Linked DNA regions of Oryzias latipes: region 1 is linked to region 2. A link is a contact called in public Hi-C data. All regions are on one chromosome and are shown on one strand. The core of a region is the stretch at or near the end of the contact, and the rest is flanking DNA. Distances in the headings are between cores, read along the strand shown. Region 1 holds the start of LOC101168128 (ATP-dependent RNA helicase DDX39A). Region 2 holds the start of LOC101163578 (cysteine protease ATG4D).

Region 1 (4,084 bases), core at 1,422-3,921, 190 kb after region 2:
AAGTCAGCTTCAGAGAGACAGAAATATTTATTTAAAATTCAATTCAACATTACAATTAATTGTAAAATTTGAAAGAGATGCGGACATGTTCAGAGATTTAGCTTTTGTGGATCCTGACCACTGCTGGTTGCGACGTTGCAGGACGACAAAACTTTTTCATCTTTCCTGGAGTGATGGAGCTCAGTGAGCCTGCAGGCTGCTTTCACAGCGGCGCCCCGTCACACGTTTGGGTTAAAGGAAATATTTGTTTCAGAAACTAGCTTAATGTTTAACTGAAATTTCACCAAAGAAAAAACATTTAAAATCAGTGAGAGCAAACATGCTTTAAGAACTAATAAATACAATATTATCAGAATAAATCTACATTTAATTAAAAGAAATGTGACCAAAAACATTAAACAAACTTGCTTTAAAAAAACAGTGAGACCTTACCTGATGGGAAAGAATAGTTTTATTGCATTTCTGTTTTTCACTTTCTATTTAAATGCATGAAAGATTCCCTTTTACTCAAAACATTTCCAGGACATTTCACTGAAAAACATCACATTTTCTATGATGAACACACATGTGGAATGCTAGAACCACATCTTTCCTCTGCAACTGATCCCTATTGTTTTTTTTTTTCTTCTAATACTCGTCTCCTTCATCATCTTCCTCATCCTCAACGGAGTCGACTTCAACCTCCTCAGTCCTTTTCCAGAGCTGCCATGTCCTCTCTCCCTCCTCCATCCCCCCGCCCACATACCAGTGAACAAATGCATGAGGTCAAAAGCGGAAATCACAAATAAACTAAAGTCTCAAAAAGTATTTCAATCATAAATAAATCTAAACATATTAGAATACGACAATTAATATTTATTGTACTGCTCCTTAATATTACCATATAGTGACCTATAGAAATTTGGGGGAATAATTATAAGGGTTCACTAAATCCCCTCTTTTTACTTCAAAAATGAGCCATAAGAATTGTACACAAAGCCGGATATCTTGATCATTCAATTTATTTTATCAATTCTGACTTTTAAAACTGTACCTTGTGGGTTTTACACCAACAACTTTTATACAGAGCCAGTGGGAAATCGTTACCATTCAACATCCAAAAACAGTTCTTAGAAAATGAAGGAGGCTACAGACTGAGAGGATGTAGGAACTTCACGATCAAACTGATAAGAACCAAAAAGAAAAGTTTCTGTGTCGGTGTTTGGCTCTTAACTTTGGAACGGGTTAAGTAATGAGCTCAAAAAAGTTCCAAATGTCCAAATATTCAAGAAAATGTAGAAAGAAACTCTGATTTCAGGATGTGAAGATACGAGGAGTCGAGTATCAACTGGTGCTTTAATAATTCCAAATACATGTATGAATTTGATTGTGGTGAAATAATCAAAGCTCTTTTAATGACAACCAATGAGTATTACATTGTAATGTGCAACAATGATTACTGAAAGGTTTGAATAACAATTAATAAGCTATGGATTTTCTTTGCTTGGCCTGTAATGTATAGCAACAATCACTGGTTTAATATGATCATGTGTTCTAATAATGATCAATGAATATTACATGTCGGTTACCGTTACTGTTTACTGAAATCATGAATGAATGTTTTCTGAAGATAATCAATCATCAATAAGCACTTGATGTTGTAACTTGAAAAGAATCTACCTGATCAGAACTGGATTACAAAAACTGTAAAACTATCAAAAAATGAACTCAGTCTCGCTTCTTCCCACTCCTTTTCAAGCAATAAATCAACCTCTTTAGTTAACGATCACTATCACAACCCAAAACGTCTATCAGTTTTCTCTGTCATGGACTTTGTCTAAATCAGGGGGTTTCAAACTCCAGGCCTCGAGGACCCTCTGGTTTTAAAGTCCTGCCTTATCTGCTGTTGATTACCTGGATCAGGTGTGTTTAGCCTGTAAGGGGCTTCTGTGGCAGGTCCTCACTGTTCTTCTCCAGGAGCGTCTTCAAAGCTAGTGTTTCATCTGTGGTTCTCTTTCTCTGCATGAAACTGTATGTATGTTTGACTCTGTAAGTCAACCAAGCAACTGTTGTCATTTACCTGTACAACCGAATCAACATGAAGGTTGTGTTTGTGCTCCACAACATAGAAAAAATAAATTCCAGTGTTTTTTTTCTCCAAGTTAACTCGGACTTGGGACTGGCACATTTTAAATTATTCCCCCTTGTGGTTGCATGAAAATGATTATTATTTATCCTCAATACATACCTAAACTAAACGTTGTGATTTGTATGCAGTGAGATGTTTACTTCCACCTTAAAAAATTGTTCTTTAGGAGGGTTTATTTTACCCTTCAGTTAAATTTCTGCAAAAAGCCAAACATCTGTTAAGTGTAAATGGAACACAACGCAGACATTTATTTTTAAACAAAATTATATGTAAAAAGGTGCTGCTAGTACCTAAATGACATTATTTTCAATTTACTTTAAAAGAACTGCAAGACAACTGGTGTTTCTAAGAAACTTCTCACAGTTACTATTTTGTTTTGTTTTTAATACACGTAAATTTTGTTTTATTGTATTTCTTATTAAAGTAAGTAAATAAGATTCCAAAACGTAAATTCATTTAATTTTCCGCAATAAATTGTTTTTTCCTTGTCCCTCGTGGGTTTCCATACTTCATGGCAGTTCTATTCTCTCAAGTCCCGCTTCTGTCTGTCACAAGCAACTGCGGCAACATTTCTAGCCAATCGCCAATCGCTGTTCTCATCAGGTGACAAAGATTCACCAATCACAGGAAGGTTTTTGAGAATGCGACGCAGCATTTCCGGTTAATCCTGGAAAACAACTGAGGCCTCTCCATGCGGTACTGATCCGGTGGACCTGCAGCTAAATTCACAAAGGTAGAAGTGTAATACTATTTTTAAACGGATAAACTTTTGTTGTTGTAAATCACTAATGTGATTATGAGTGAATTACAAATTTTAGTTACCCATATAAATGTACTTAAGCAGTAATTTTTGCTTAAATGCATTGTTAGCTTTAGCATTTATCTTTAGCCTAGCATTTCATAGAACCGACGATCATCATTTTAACCCATTTTTATATGAAAAGGCGAAGGTTATCTCTGACTTTAAAGTTCTATCAATAAAAGCAATGTATTCCATAAATCTAGTTACTATAGTTTTGTGATAGCCGTGATTTGAGCGTGCTCTTTCGCCACGCTAGCATCGGTGATGCAGTACAATGGGTATAATTAGCATCATGGCTAACAACAGGTAATCGGTATTCGGTTTGACCAAAAAATGACCATTTCGGTCCATATCTTGACTTGTTTATGTTTGTGCGCGACTCACCAAGCCAGAATTTAATTATTTAAATTTATTTGAAATGTTTGAGTACTTTGGTGCCTCTAATGAAGGTCGATCATGGAAACTATAGAAAAATCACTAACTAAGCTAACATGGTTATTCGATAACCAAAACTATTAAAACAAAACGCTGCATTTATAACTTAAAAAAAAACTCTCATGCCCAGTTTAAATCCATTGTGTGTTAATATTTGCCGTGTTCCTTGTTGTATTTTTAATTACAAATTTGCCAGTGAAATTTCTTCTCTTGAGGGTTTATTTTATCCTTCAGCCTCTTCAATTGTTTTTATTAATCCTAATAAATGTTAAGCATAAATGGTACACGACGTACACGGTTGTTTTCAAACTAAATTATGTGTAAAAAGGTGCTGCTAGTACCTAAATGACTGCAGGACAACTGGTGTTAAATAACAATGTTCTTTTCTGGCTTAAAGTCAGTCACAAATCTCTCGGACTTTAACAACAAAACTCTAAAATAATTTGTTTGTTTTGCAGAAGAGAAACAAAAAGAAAAAACCTCACACAAAATGGCTGAGAATGACGTTGATAACGAGCTGCTTGATTATGAAGATGACGATGAGCCTCAGGGAGCCCCAGAGAGCGCAGCCCCCACGGGAAAGAAGGAGGTGAAAGGCTCCTACGTCTCCATCCACAGCTCGGGCTTCAGAGATTTCCTCCTGAAGCCCGAGCTGCTCCGTGCCATCATCGACTGCGGTTTTGAACATCCATCTGAAGGTAAGGCCGCATGTGACTACC
Region 2 (3,868 bases), core at 1,067-3,566:
GACATGCTCGGTGAGTTTTGGAGTCATGATAATAAAACTGACCATATTTGACACTGTTCCAGACAGAAACCAGCTTGGATTTAAGTTTCCCTTTGTCCCCCGTCTCCTGCAGAGATGTTGTATCGCTCAGAAACTCCACAGACTTATGCGACAGGAAGAGCCAGTCATCCATGGGATCATCAGCAGCTGGCAGGTCATCGCAAAGCATGCTGGGATTCATATTTACGAGAGATGACTAGAATTCAGCAAGAAAGCTCCTTCCTTTTTCACAGCAGCCTAAAAAAAGAGAGCAAGGAGGTAAAACATGTGACTTGAGCAGCCAAGCACAGCAAATCTTACCCTGTGAAGCAGCTTCAAGCAGCTTTCACCTGTGGAAACGCTTGAGCTCGTGCAGAGCGAATCAAAGCCAATCCTTCTCGGCAACAGAAAGTTCACAAAACCAAACATGTGACTGTGCCCTGTGACCAGAGGAATCTCAGAGATGTCATTTTAGTGGTTTTCATCCAGCAGCAACTAAAATGACAACTCTGAGAATTCTCCGAAAATGTAAGAATACTTCAAAAGATTTAAATGCAGTTTTTAACTTGAATGAACAGCAGAAATACTCGTGTACTCCATTCAAGTCAAACAGTGCATTTAAATATAACTTGTTGTGCCAATGATACAGAAAAAGGGGAAGAGAAATTTGTTGGTTTTGGTTGATTTGATTTCTAAATTTTTACCTTGATTTCACCAGGAAGTCCCGTTAAGAGAAAAAATTATATTTTAAGGGGGGGCCTGGACCGAAAGCCACCATCCCAATAAAAAACATACGATTAAAACCATAAATTACAAATAATGTATCATTAATGAACAGTATAACAATAATAAAACGGTTAAATCAAGAGTTATACTCTCAGGTCAACACCACAGCTCCAGTAAAAAAGCACCAGCACGAAGGCCAGCCCAGTAAAGATAAAAACATTAGAATATTTAACAAAATGGATCAAACTGGAAGATTCCAACATTTCCAACACACAGCAGGAGATCTTATCTAAATGGGACTTCCTGCTGAAATAAAGGTCAAATAAAAGACAAAAACCAAGAATTAGAGCTGGGGGGTTATTCTAAAAACATTAATAGTGATGCTCTGAATTTGTTACCAGTTTGTACAGATTTGATTACATACTTTAAACAAAAACACATATTGTTTAAACCAATTTAACAATGTACAAAATCAACAAGTTATTAATACTAAAAGAATGTGGCATTCCTAGTGACGCTTTTAAAGGATTATTTTTTGGTGGTATAGTTGAGTTAATACATTCTCAGAAATATAAAACAATGTGACAAATATTTGTAGCTGTTTTTGATAAAACACAGGTATAATAATGTTTTCAGAAAACTGCCATGGCTAGTCTACCATTTTATCTTGTGTCACACTTTTTTTCTTTTTGGAGGAAACAGCAAAAACGTGCTGTGAAAATGTGAATTTGTTCCTCCCATAATAATGTTGCAACACATTTACCTGCCTCGGTTCTTTCAGTGGCATCACAAGGACGCATGGATGTATTGATCACTGAAGAATCCTGCTTTCTCATGCAGTTTTGCAGGATCGCTCAAAGGTCGAACATGTCAGACAGCTGACTCTTCTTGCATCGTATTCTTCCTCAGCTGAAATGACAAATGCAAACAGATCAAACAGGAAAAAAAATTTTGTTTTTCCTCCTGCCTACAATTGTCTCTATTTTAATTTTTTTTTTTTTTTTACCAAATTAACTGCTAAAAATTTAAACCCACACTGACACTGACATTTAGTTGCAAATGACTAAAGTTAAACTCTATTTGCAATGTTACAACCCCTAAGTTTGGGGTTTAAAGCTACAAACAGGGAAAAAAAGGAAGAAAAAACAGCAGGGAACATGATTTGGACTGAATTTAACAGCAACATAAGCATAAAACAAACTAACATTGAGCTTTTTAATATAAATCATTTATAGGTTTAACCGAATATTCCTTTTATTTATGCTGACTTCGGTTGATGACTCCGCTGACAGGACACAGTAAAGCAAAGTTGACACGGCAAGAAATTTACCGTGAGTGAAGAGAAAAAACACGTACCTCATGTCGCATCGTGATTTCTTCCTTTCCGTGCAGACAACCCAGTCGGTAATTTATTAGTGAATAATTGGTTAATTTACCAGAGCAAGCTTGTGCGTTTTTACTGGAGTCAGCTCAGTACGACACCAACACAGGAGGTTGTTTTTACAGTCAATGCCCACACATTTATCCGATAGCAGACTGAAGTAGTGACGGTGTCGTCACTTCCTGTTTATACTGGTCACTTGGTATTGCTTCCTTAACTGGACGACGTCACGAACTTCTATCCCGTGTGTTTATAGATTAAACTAATAACATCTCCAAAATTCAATTCCCCCTGAGACATTCACGTTGTTATTGTATTATGTTGTTTGTCAATAAAGTATGAAAAAAAAAAAGAAAATAACATCTCCAAAAGCCTTAACCAGAAAGCGGTGTTTGTATGAACGTTGTAGAAACCTGAATGTTTTTATGTAAAATGCATGTTATATTTATGCTCCTCTGGCATATCTGAAGTTTACTTTGCAAAATTGTATTTTGTGTTGTACTTACGTTTTGTACAATAAAGTTTAAAAAAAAGAACTTCAGCCGAAAAACGGAAGTAACGTACGTTCGCCTTCAGAATAAAAGCTGCAACTTCCTTTGAAAAACAAAACAGATCAAAGTAATGTATTATAACTAATGTTATAATACATTATAACATTAGTTACGTTATAACTATGTTATAACTATAACTATGTTATAACTAATGTATTATAACTAAAAGAACTACAAACTCTTGATAAAAATTATCATTGTTCCAAATGATGGGATATTTTAGTTTTTTATTATCTTTATCAGTACAATAATTTTAAAACATCAAAATAAAAGCTTTCAGAACTCAAATTCAAGACAAAAAAAGGCAAAAAAGAAATTTAGCACATTTTTTTTTCCTACTGCAACTGTAAACCTTATTATGATAAATAATATTAATAGGAAAACAGAGAAATTAAGTAGAACATAGTATTAGAATAAACAAAAGGCATATTTCTTTTTAGTCCACTTTAAAGACCTTATATTGAACCTGTTTTTTAATTTCTACATTGAAACTTATTGATGTTTTCAAGAACGATTATTATCTTAATTATCAAACAATGAAATATTTTTTACTGCCATTTGAGCCATTATGATTGCATTCAAGAATAAATGAAAACCGGTACAAAAAAGATTCCCCACAAGACATTATCGTTTTATTTTTAATTACATTTCATATCCTGTAGGCTTTTTCTGGTTCTGCACAATATTTTTTTGTAAATATGTACTGGCATAGAGGGAAACTACTGTCAGACAAAAGAAAAAGTCAAACTTTTTGAACACAGATGGATGGGACAGAAACATTAGTCCTGACATATGGAGAAAAAACTCAGATTTCACAGCTATTATGCAGTTGTTTTCCAATGGCAAACCAGTGTGACTAGCACAATGAAACTCAGTTAAAATTGTTCAATAAATAGAAAATAAAAAAATAAATACATCAATCACAGTAAACATTTTTTTCTACTATAAATAAAGTGCAATTGTTGTCAGATCACACACAAACATTAGTGTTTAATATCCAAATATTAGTTTGATGTTTAATTTATGAACATCAAAATAAAGCAAATCTGAACTGGAAGTAAAATAGACATTATAACAACAATTACGAGAAAGATTCACAAGCAAACTGTCTCAGACTTCTACACACATTTCTCTTTGTTCCCTATATACTCTGGTGTTGTATGAAGATGTCCACATGGTGTCAGTCTAAGAC

Evidence for each region. A called contact is a pair of places that touch in the nucleus more often than the background predicts.
Region 1: a contact with region 2 is called in a Hi-C map of embryo, with 1.9 times the contacts expected there. The contact joins the promoter of LOC101168128 here to the promoter of LOC101163578 in region 2. A contact is called at or near these places in 2 of 5 Hi-C or Micro-C datasets (embryo and fibroblasts).

The regions. Positions count from the first base shown.
Region 1 is chr8:21,760,156-21,764,239 of ASM223467v1, forward strand. LOC101168128 (ATP-dependent RNA helicase DDX39A) reads left to right here and starts at 2,672. Exons shown (of 10, transcript XM_020706801.2): 1 at 2,672-2,861; 2 at 3,824-4,063. The coding sequence starts at 3,856.
Region 2 is chr8:21,568,781-21,572,648 of ASM223467v1, forward strand. It overlaps LOC101163578 (cysteine protease ATG4D), which reads right to left and starts at 2,317. Exons shown (of 12, transcript XM_011478572.3): 1 at 2,101-2,317; 2 at 1,512-1,653; 3 at 43-276. The coding sequence starts at 220.